Linked DNA regions of Bombyx mori: region 2 is linked to region 1. The links are chromatin contacts, called in public Hi-C maps. All regions are on one chromosome and are shown on one strand. The core of a region is the stretch at or near the end of the contact, and the rest is flanking DNA. Distances in the headings are between cores, read along the strand shown. Region 1 has its middle 29 kb from the start of LOC134198893. Region 2 holds the start of LOC101737970 (mid1-interacting protein 1A).

The links. A called contact is a pair of places that touch in the nucleus more often than the background predicts.
Region 2: a contact with region 1 is called in a Hi-C map of midgut, with 2.0 times the contacts expected there. The contact joins the promoter of LOC101737970 here to the enhancer-like site in region 1. A contact is called at or near these places in 4 of 7 Hi-C or Micro-C datasets (midgut and whole pupa).

What each region holds. Positions count from the first base shown.
Region 1 is chr5:5,721,581-5,726,000 of ASM3026992v2, forward strand. No RefSeq gene overlaps it. Among protein-coding and RNA genes, the nearest start is that of LOC134198893, 29 kb to the right of the region's middle. Within about 2 kb of position 1,866, at least 7 of the 8 cell types and tissues checked have open chromatin away from gene starts, as enhancers often do.
Region 2 is chr5:5,754,472-5,759,281 of ASM3026992v2, forward strand. LOC101737970 (mid1-interacting protein 1A) reads right to left here and starts at 2,978. Exons shown (of 2, transcript XM_004932299.5): 1 at 2,007-2,978; 2 at 175-813. The coding sequence starts at 2,050. The coding sequence ends at 351. LOC134198893 (a long non-coding RNA gene) reads left to right here. Exons shown (of 2, transcript XR_009973165.1): 2 at 1-1,004.

The sequences.
Region 1 (4,420 bases), core at 616-3,115:
ATTGATCAAGTTACATTTATTTGTACGCATAAATACAATTCAACTACACCACATTCACTTTTCACTGAACTTCATACTTGACGAAAACATGTAATTAATGTATTATTGTCTATACAAGCTGCTATCAGCTTCCACGCGGATGTATCGCTCACTCAAGTAGGAGAGAGACAGATGTCGAACGCTGCCGAACGCGGAGGCCGATTGTGCCTCATTGTCGCTCGTTGCGCGCTCTCGCTTGCACTTCAAGCCTTAAATGGAGCGCCTCAGAGCGAGGTAACGCCGCATGAGTCATGTTTTTTCGTGTGTGCACCCGTCTCCATCGAATTATAAGACGTTGTCACGTCAAAATTTATACGGTATTTTAGTAAGTCTATGACACAATAGTAGTTGTCAATGAATTATAATTAGCCGCCGAGTAATCAGCGTACACGCTATCGTGTTTATTACAGCAGATATACCTACCCGCCGTTGTCCGAAACATGTCATTTGTCGTAATGAAAAGTATCCTGCGTGCCTATCGAGGTTATACGAAAACATATTTTTGGGAAATTTCATCTAAATTCGATTAAATTTTTGCCTCTATGAGTAGGTATTAAGCATTCTAATATACAAAGATTTACATTTTTAATATTATACATTGCTATGATTTCTATATATTGTGCCGTCAAATCCAAAGTCGAAGGCAAGAGCTAGTGAAAAATAAAATATAAATTATATCTGGTGATAATACATTCGATATACTTTTCGATAAATTTCATATCAACGTCCTGCTTATTTCTACAATGGAGTAATCCTTGACCTTGACAATGACCTTTTATGCTAAGAAACTAACGGCACGCGCGAGAACCATAGATCATAATTTAATTGATTTAATCGAAAAATTATTTTCGGTCAAGTCCTTCCTTTTTTTTTAAAAGAGACCGAACTTGTTTCTGTTGCTAATTATAAATTAACCTGTTTTATGCCCCGTTTAAGTTCATCATTTCCTAGATGATAACAATATCCGGGCGGCAAGCATTTCCTTATCAAATGTCTAGGTCAAGAATTAATAATTAATATCGATTTTATTATTCGTTGATCGATCTGATTAAATGATAACCAGCGAATATATTTATGTAAAATCTTATGTCAAAGGCTTATTGTTTTTAGGGTATTCAGACAACTTTTTATTTTCATATTTTATTAAGTCAAATTTTCCATAGTATTTTTTTTTAATAAAGATTGTTTTTTTTGCTTAGGTGAGCGGACGAGCTCGCAGCCCACCTGGTGTTAAGTCGTTACCGGAGCCAATAGACGTCTACGACGTAAATGGCGCCACCAAACTTGAGATATAAGTTCTAAGGTCTCAGTATGCCCCACCCTTCAAACCGAATTTTCGGCCTATACATGATCCAAGATCTAATCCTCCTCCGATTATAATGTTCTGAATTTTTTGCTAGACGTTTACTGAGTCTCGCGAACCGTAAAACAACGTGACCGTTATTTTGTTTTAAATGTACCGTTGTAATACACTGATCTAATTCTTTTTTTTTACAACGCTCAAAAGACTAGTTAGATGATAATATATTACAATTCGCTTTAGACATTCATACAGCAATCATATAGCAAATTGTTAGTGGCGGTAGGACTTCTTGTGAGTATGCATGGGTAGGTACCACCACCCTGCCTATTTCTGCCTTGAAGCAGTAATGGTTTTCGCTTTGAAAGGTGGGCATTCCTTGTTCTATGAAATGGAGACCTAGAACTCATGTCTCAAGGTGGATGACAATAATTATGTTGTTGATGTCCATGGGCTCCAGTAACCACAAGATGGGCCCCGACCTCGTGTACCCTTCAGGTTACAGCTTTTACGAGACTTCTCCGTCTCAATTCGTCCCACTGTATGAACGTTCAGTAGGAAAATACTTCATTGCGATTTAATGAGATCTGTTCTGCTAGTAGATAATTTTACCGTTTCAAAATTAATACACATAGTAACAATTGTCAACGTTATTATCAATCGACAAAGGACGTAACGGGCAAAAAAATATCAGCTGCATTTTTATCACTGACGTGCGCCGACTAATCTTTAACGTCTTGGAGTTACAAACTGATAAGTACCTTTTATATACCTAACTGCAACGTATGTATTTTAAAAACATTGAACTCAACAAATAAATTCAAATTCAATTTGTGTTCAATTAAACATAATTTTACGTGTCTGTAGTATGATGATATGAGGTTTTTGAATTTTCGTAACGAACTTAACCTAAATTTTTTCTAGAAACCTCCATTGAACCGCCTGTCAAGTGAGTTGATCGCGCGAGATCATCGGCGTGCAACACACGGGCGCGGTCGTGGCGTGAGCTGATTCAGCCAATGAATGACTGCGTTGCGTTCGTGTATGTGCGAATGTGACTGTGCATCTATAAATTATTACGTGAATCAAAAACTTTGTAACTCTTTTTACGAAAATTGCGCGAACGGAGGAGTATGAAATTTCCCACACTTATAGAGAATATAGAGATGCAGTGCAGAATGTTATTTTTTTTTATTGTGCATAAAAAATACAGTAAATCAATAAAAATAACATTACCCACACTACCAACCATGTATTAGACACACACACACGCGTGCATAACTGCATACTATTTGTTTATTGTCAAACTTTTCATAACGCTTATTGTCTGTGGTCAAATTCAGAATAGATTTAAATATGGTTTGTCCCAGCTTCCAGTAGGTAATCTAATAGGTGGTACATGCATTTTCGGTCTTTTCATTTTCCTAGTAGCCTTCCATAGAGAATAGTTGGTGTCTGGACTAGGCTTTAAATTTCTTAAGAACGATTGTAGCTCGTCTTTTTGCATTGCCTTAGTTAGGTGTTTTAATTCCTCAGAAGCATTATTAAAAGCTCTCTTATCAGCAGGATAGCCAGTGTTATGCCATATTCTGCGCAGATTCCGCCTCCTAGACACCATATCCTTGATATGTTTGGGGTAATGGTGCAAAACCACAGATGGGAATTTTCTTAGCGGCGTAGATCTGCCTAGTGCCTCGTGAATAAGTTGATTTAGATTTTCTACAGCATTCTCAACATCTCCAGTGGATTTCAAAGAGATGTTTAAATTCAGATTATTGTTGATGTACTCTTGGTAGGTTTCCCAATTGGTATTCTTGTTATATGGTTTAGGTGGATATTCATTTAACAAGATAGTAGAGTTTATATTAAGAATCACTGGAGTGTGATCGGAGGATAGATCAGTACAAGATTTGACGCTCAGCTGTGTTTGGGGCACATTCTTGGTGATAAAGAAGTCAAGTAAATCCGGCGTTTTCTTTCGATCAGTCGGCCAGTAGGTTGGCTCACCTTGAGACAAGCAGTATAAAGAAAGTTCTATAGTCGTCTGGAATAGCTGCCTGCCTCGTGGTAGAGTCAACCTTGAGCCCCAGTAAGTGTGCTTAGCGTTCCAATCGCCGCCACAGACAAATCTACTCCCCAAACTTAAGAAGTAATCCTTGAAGTCATCAGCATTAATATTGTGTCTTGGAGGACAGTATATAGCAGATAGAGTTGTTTCAGTGTTTTTGTCTTGTATTCTGATAGATGTAGCCTGTATTTTTTCAGTACTGTATTCTTCTAGCAGGTGGTGTTTAATGTTTTTTTTTATTATAACTGCTGTTCCACCGTGGGAGTTGCCAGAGGGGTGATTTGTAGAATGAACAAAATAATCTTTTATTCTAATGTGAGTTCTATGAGTAAATCTCGTTTCAGAAATAAGTGCTACATCTATTTTTTCTGTCCTTAGGAAGATTTCTAATTCTAGGCATCTGTCTGACAACCCATTGGCATTCCAAGTAACTACACGTAGATTATTGATCATTTGGGCACTAGGCGGGATATTAATTGAATCATCCGATTCATCATGCTGTCTATCATGTTAGTCATGATGGTTTGAAATTTATTAAACATGCTGTCTATGAGCTTATTCAGTTCACTGCTGCCAATCAAGTGGGATTCAGTCTGTTGTTTATTATTATTGGAGTTCACTGCATCTGCATAAGTTTTAAATATGTTTTTGGTATATTCTGCTTTCCTGGGCTTTTCCTTATTTGGTTGTGAGGCTGGGGTATCTTTGATTACATTTTTGGGATTAATTTTTAAAATTTGTTGTTTATATTGTTTGTATTTAATACAGCCTTTGTAACTTGCAGGATGTTTCTCTTGGCAGTTAACGCATGTTGCTTCAGTATCTGGTGTCTTTTTACAGCTTACAGTGGGATGATCTCCTCCACACTTTACACATCTATGTGGTCTATAACATTGATTTTTGCTATGACCAAACTTCTGACATCTCTTACACTGTAGAATCTCTGTTGTTTTATAAGGGGCTTCAAAAGATACTTTCATATTGTTTAATCTGTTTACCTTGAATACCTCTTT
Region 2 (4,810 bases), core at 1,728-4,227, 34 kb after region 1:
ATGATATATATATATCATCCTATTTTTGTTCATCTAATAAAGTTTAACTTGCAACTTTCATTGGAATGTTGACTGCAATTAATCCTGTCATTGTGATTTTAATTATTTTGAACTACAAGTTTTGATTCAAATCAGTGAGTACTTTTTGAATGATAATTAAATAAAAAAACCAAATAATAGAGAAAATTAAATTTATTAAATAACCTCATAACTTACTGAGAATCCCTTACACGTTCAGCCCTTATATCCTATATTTACAATGCAGGCTGTTATTCTATATGTACATCGCGCGCGGGCCAGGCTTTAAATCACAGGAAATAAAAGATTAATTAATAGAGAAGCATCACAGTCTAAACAGGGGCTCCTACTTCTTCTTGGTAGGTCCTCGTGAGTTGTGCTGCTGCGACAGTGAGTTGGCGGAGAGAACGGCGCAAACCACGTAGATGACGGCGACACGCAGCGGCGGCCCTCGCTGCGGACTCGCGTTCATCTTCGCCTTCGATTCCAGAGTCACCCGCTGCACTAGAAGCATCGCTTTCAGTGTCGCTGAGGTCAGACACGCGCCTCCCTCGCTCCACCTGCTCTTGGCTATCACCACCTGACCACAGCAACTCAGTCTTCAGATCATTAAGCATGGAGAACATGCTGAATGGGTCATCGTCACCTTCCTGTGGCAAATTCATCAGACGGCTTGGTACTAAGACCGTCTCATCCATGGTGTTAACCATTTTGACAAATTTCTCCATGTCATTCAGGATGCTCTGTTTTGAAAATTCAGCACCATCATTACGGGCGATTTTGCGCAGGGTGTTCCTGTAACAATGAAAAGAAAAAACAATTAGTCTTAATCACAACAATTTCACATAATATAGAGGAGAGCATGTTATCTTGAAAATCCTAAATTATAAACGATATAATAGGAAAGCCGTACAAGGAAATATTTTAATCGGTTTAGCATTATGTATGAGGTTTTCAATGTCAATAAATTTCTGTATTATAATAAATTGGTTTTAATTGCACCAATCTTCAATAAAACAGTTTATCCCATGATATGTATGCTTACAGCTGTAAATCTGGTTTTTATATTGTTTTAGAATATTGTTAAGTTATTTATTGATAAAATATGTAATTAATAAATTGTCCTCAAACTGGTGACAAATATTATGTAGATTTTACAATTTTTACTTAATAGATTTCATCTTGTTAAGATGACAAATACTATTTCATTTTTAGACTTACAATAATTGCAAAAAACTTTAAATAGTTCTAGTGGTTTTATTTAAAGTACATAATGTGTAGTTACTAACTAGTCAGTGTCATATCACCAAAAAGGATGCATAATTTTTATGTACATATTCGTATTACTATTGATGGTTTGATCTCAATTCAGTTTTAAGAAATTTATTTCTTCACTTTAGCAGTTCAGAATTGAACTTGATTCGTTGTTAATTATGAAACAATGTTCATATATATTAGATAAGTCGTTAGGAACTATTAAAATTCCAACACGATTTTTATTCATAAACTCAGAGTTTGCTCAAGACTTTAGCGGGTTAAGAAAACCTTGAATATAGCATTCACTGTGGCATTGTAATAAAAAGTAGGTAATATAGTATATTAACCGATCATACTATAATTCCATGAAATCATGTAATGTTCGGCCTCCGCTGAGTCACTGTTCGCGCACGCCCAGTATGAGGGTAGCATCATCGATGAGCCTAACGTGCTATTATTATTTGGAAATTCCACTTATGAACCATTGGTCACGTCAAATAATTCACTGAAATAATTTTTTCACTGGCATTTTATATAGATACTGTCAATGTGAAAGGAACCATTGCGCTTACGTCGACAATTTGATAGCTTAATGAATTTGTGTATTTCGGCACGATCATCAGCTCAATAAAATGCATCAAATATCACGTACGCATCGAAGAGCCACACGAGAGACGGGAAGGTTCCTGACCTGCGGGATGTGGAGCAATATAAACGGACACTATGCGTACCTGCTGTTTTCCAATTTTGTCGATATGTCTGTGTTGAAAGACATCTTCTGGTGTTATTTAACAACTTTAAATATCACTGAACACACACGAAATGAATAATATCACAGTAAAATTGGTGTCTGAGAGCACTGCTAACGAAATGAAGCAATCGACAAACTGATTCAAATGAGCGAACCTCCACACGTAACGAAGTGACTTGACGTTTTGCTAGCGGAGGGGAGAGCTCATGTATTTATACGTCTCGATCATACGATGCGGGGGGAGGCGAACTTTGAATAATATCATTGTATTGTAGAATGATATTACGGGTTCAGTGATAATTTAATTAATATTGTCATTAAATAAAGTCATTGCTATATTGGAGTAAAATATCTACAGCTGCTTATGTCATGATATTGACCATTACTCCTTTTTATCAATAACAGCCCGGCGCGTCCCGTGGAAGTCACACCACATTCGAGGATTGCGATTGGTTGGAAGAGTAACATTTAATATTTCATTGGACTGTATTCTACATCTAGAAGGCGCTATTTTCAAATTTTTTTCTACGTGTTGAAGTTCAAAAATTCTTATAACAGTCTATGAAAGTATTACAGTTTATACTTCTGTTTACATGCAACGTTTTAAATTTATTGTTATGACAAAAAATATGTTTTTTTACTACTGTTTATAATACAATAACTGGATAAATTAGAAACGAATACTGATATTGAGACTGCTACTAAAAACACAGGCGTATTGAGTATTTACAAAAAAATATAGTGTTAATCAGAATGATGCTGTAATTTTGGGTAAAATAAAAAAATAGGTAATTTCCGTGGCTGGCGTGAATATGTTGACATGTTCAAAAGGTAAATTTTAAAGGGGCGCAATTTTAAAGTTTGACTAATAATGATAAATTGTGTTATCGAATTTACTTACAAATCTCACTTGACTTGAGGATAAAGCTATACAATGTATTAAATTATGATAAGAAATACGCTTAAATTATTTTATTTTTCGTAATATTAGACTTATCAATTTGTTCACCAATGAGTTGTCAATATATTCACCACTTTAGTAGGAAAAAATTAAGTAGTCATATATACGGAAAAGGAAAATTTAGGAAAATTAAGAAAAATAAGGAAAATATATTTGTCATATGTCCCTGTATACAAAATAAAACATTTATAGCCAAAATCAACATTGTTTTAAGGAGAAAAAAACGTTTGAAAAGTATAGAGCACCTACAAAATAATTCTACTCCAACTCCACAGTCCAGTAAACTAATAATAAATTAGCCATTAGCAATCATCTTGATCTTCTAAATCTGGATCGTCCTCATCTATATCTGGATCTGTAGGGTGACAATCATTTGTTTTTAACTGTTTATAGAAATTGTGGAAAACTTCATCAACTAACTCCAGAAGATCCATTAAATCTTTTTTCTTTTCGGCACTGTTTGATAATGGGTCTTTTGAAATTTGGTTCATTCTAAAAGATTCACCAGTACACGATCTTCCTCTTTTCTTAAAATTTACAGTGTTGAAAGCGGATTCTCGATCAAGATTATCTTTAAGATGAATTGTGCCGAAACTTGTCTTAATGTATTGCAACCATTTAATCGGTTGCCATAAAAACTTTTGTCCCGAAGTATCGTTCTTCTATACAGAAAACGGTCCTTTCTTGGATTTTAACGCTGAAAAATCTAAGAAGTCTCTTAAAGTCATTACTACAACTCTAAAGGGATTTTGAAGTTTGCATGTTCTCACTAGCTGTACCCAATCATTTAAGTGATTAATTTTCATTTGTGTTCTTTTTTTTGTTTTTTCTATTATTGCGTGATCAGAGTCGCACTCCATATGAGTATGTCCACTTATAAGAAATTTGTGGTGAATTGCTTGCAGCGTAGGGTGATTGTTTAGTAGGTACATAAACATCATGGCAACAATGTTATTTTTATTTTGGCCACCACAAGTATCTGAGTAAAAAATTACCTCCTTCACATTTAACGGCAATGTATTGCAAAAGTGCCACAAACATGATCCCATTTGATTGGCTCCTCGTGATCCTATGGTCTCGTCCCACATATAGCATGAAGCTTCATTACTTCCTAAGTCATGGATGGTTAAATTAAAGGACCAAAACTGTCGTTTATAAAAAGATACTGAGGTTTTTAAATAAGGCGTTCGCAGACATTGTTGAAGATCAAAAGAAAATGCCCTAATCGAAGAGTCATTCTTTACAATATCTTTGTCAATCCTTTTTTCACTGTAAGCTTTTTCAGCTCGGGATTGATGTTCGGCTAATTCAGCATTCAAATTTATTTTCCTATCGGCGTCTGCTACTTTAATTTTGGCATTGAAGACATCGCATGTATTGCAGGTGTCTTTTGAGGGTTGTTGAAATGAAAGATTTAGGTCATGGTAACATTTGACATATAGTTTCAAAGAAACAGGATTTAAAGTAGATTTTTTATATTCCCGATACATTTTTGCAATCGATAAATCGGTAGCAAGGTATTTCTTGCCAGTGGATTTCCTGCAATAGTGACTTTCGTATCTCGGGAAACTGGAAATGTGTTCTCGGACAGACGTCATTTCCTCCGGGGATTTTTTATTTTTTGGCGACTTACAACCTCTCTGATCACTGTCTATGATGCCTGTAGGAGAATGTTTTTTCTTTTCGACCACCACATTTACAAATCCCTTAGTTTCACCAAGTACTCTGCAAAAACACTCTTTGCAAATCGGTCTCTCTTCATTAGAAATCAAGAGTTTATACACAAAGTAGCAATCCCTGTTCTTTTCTCTACAACCAGTTGT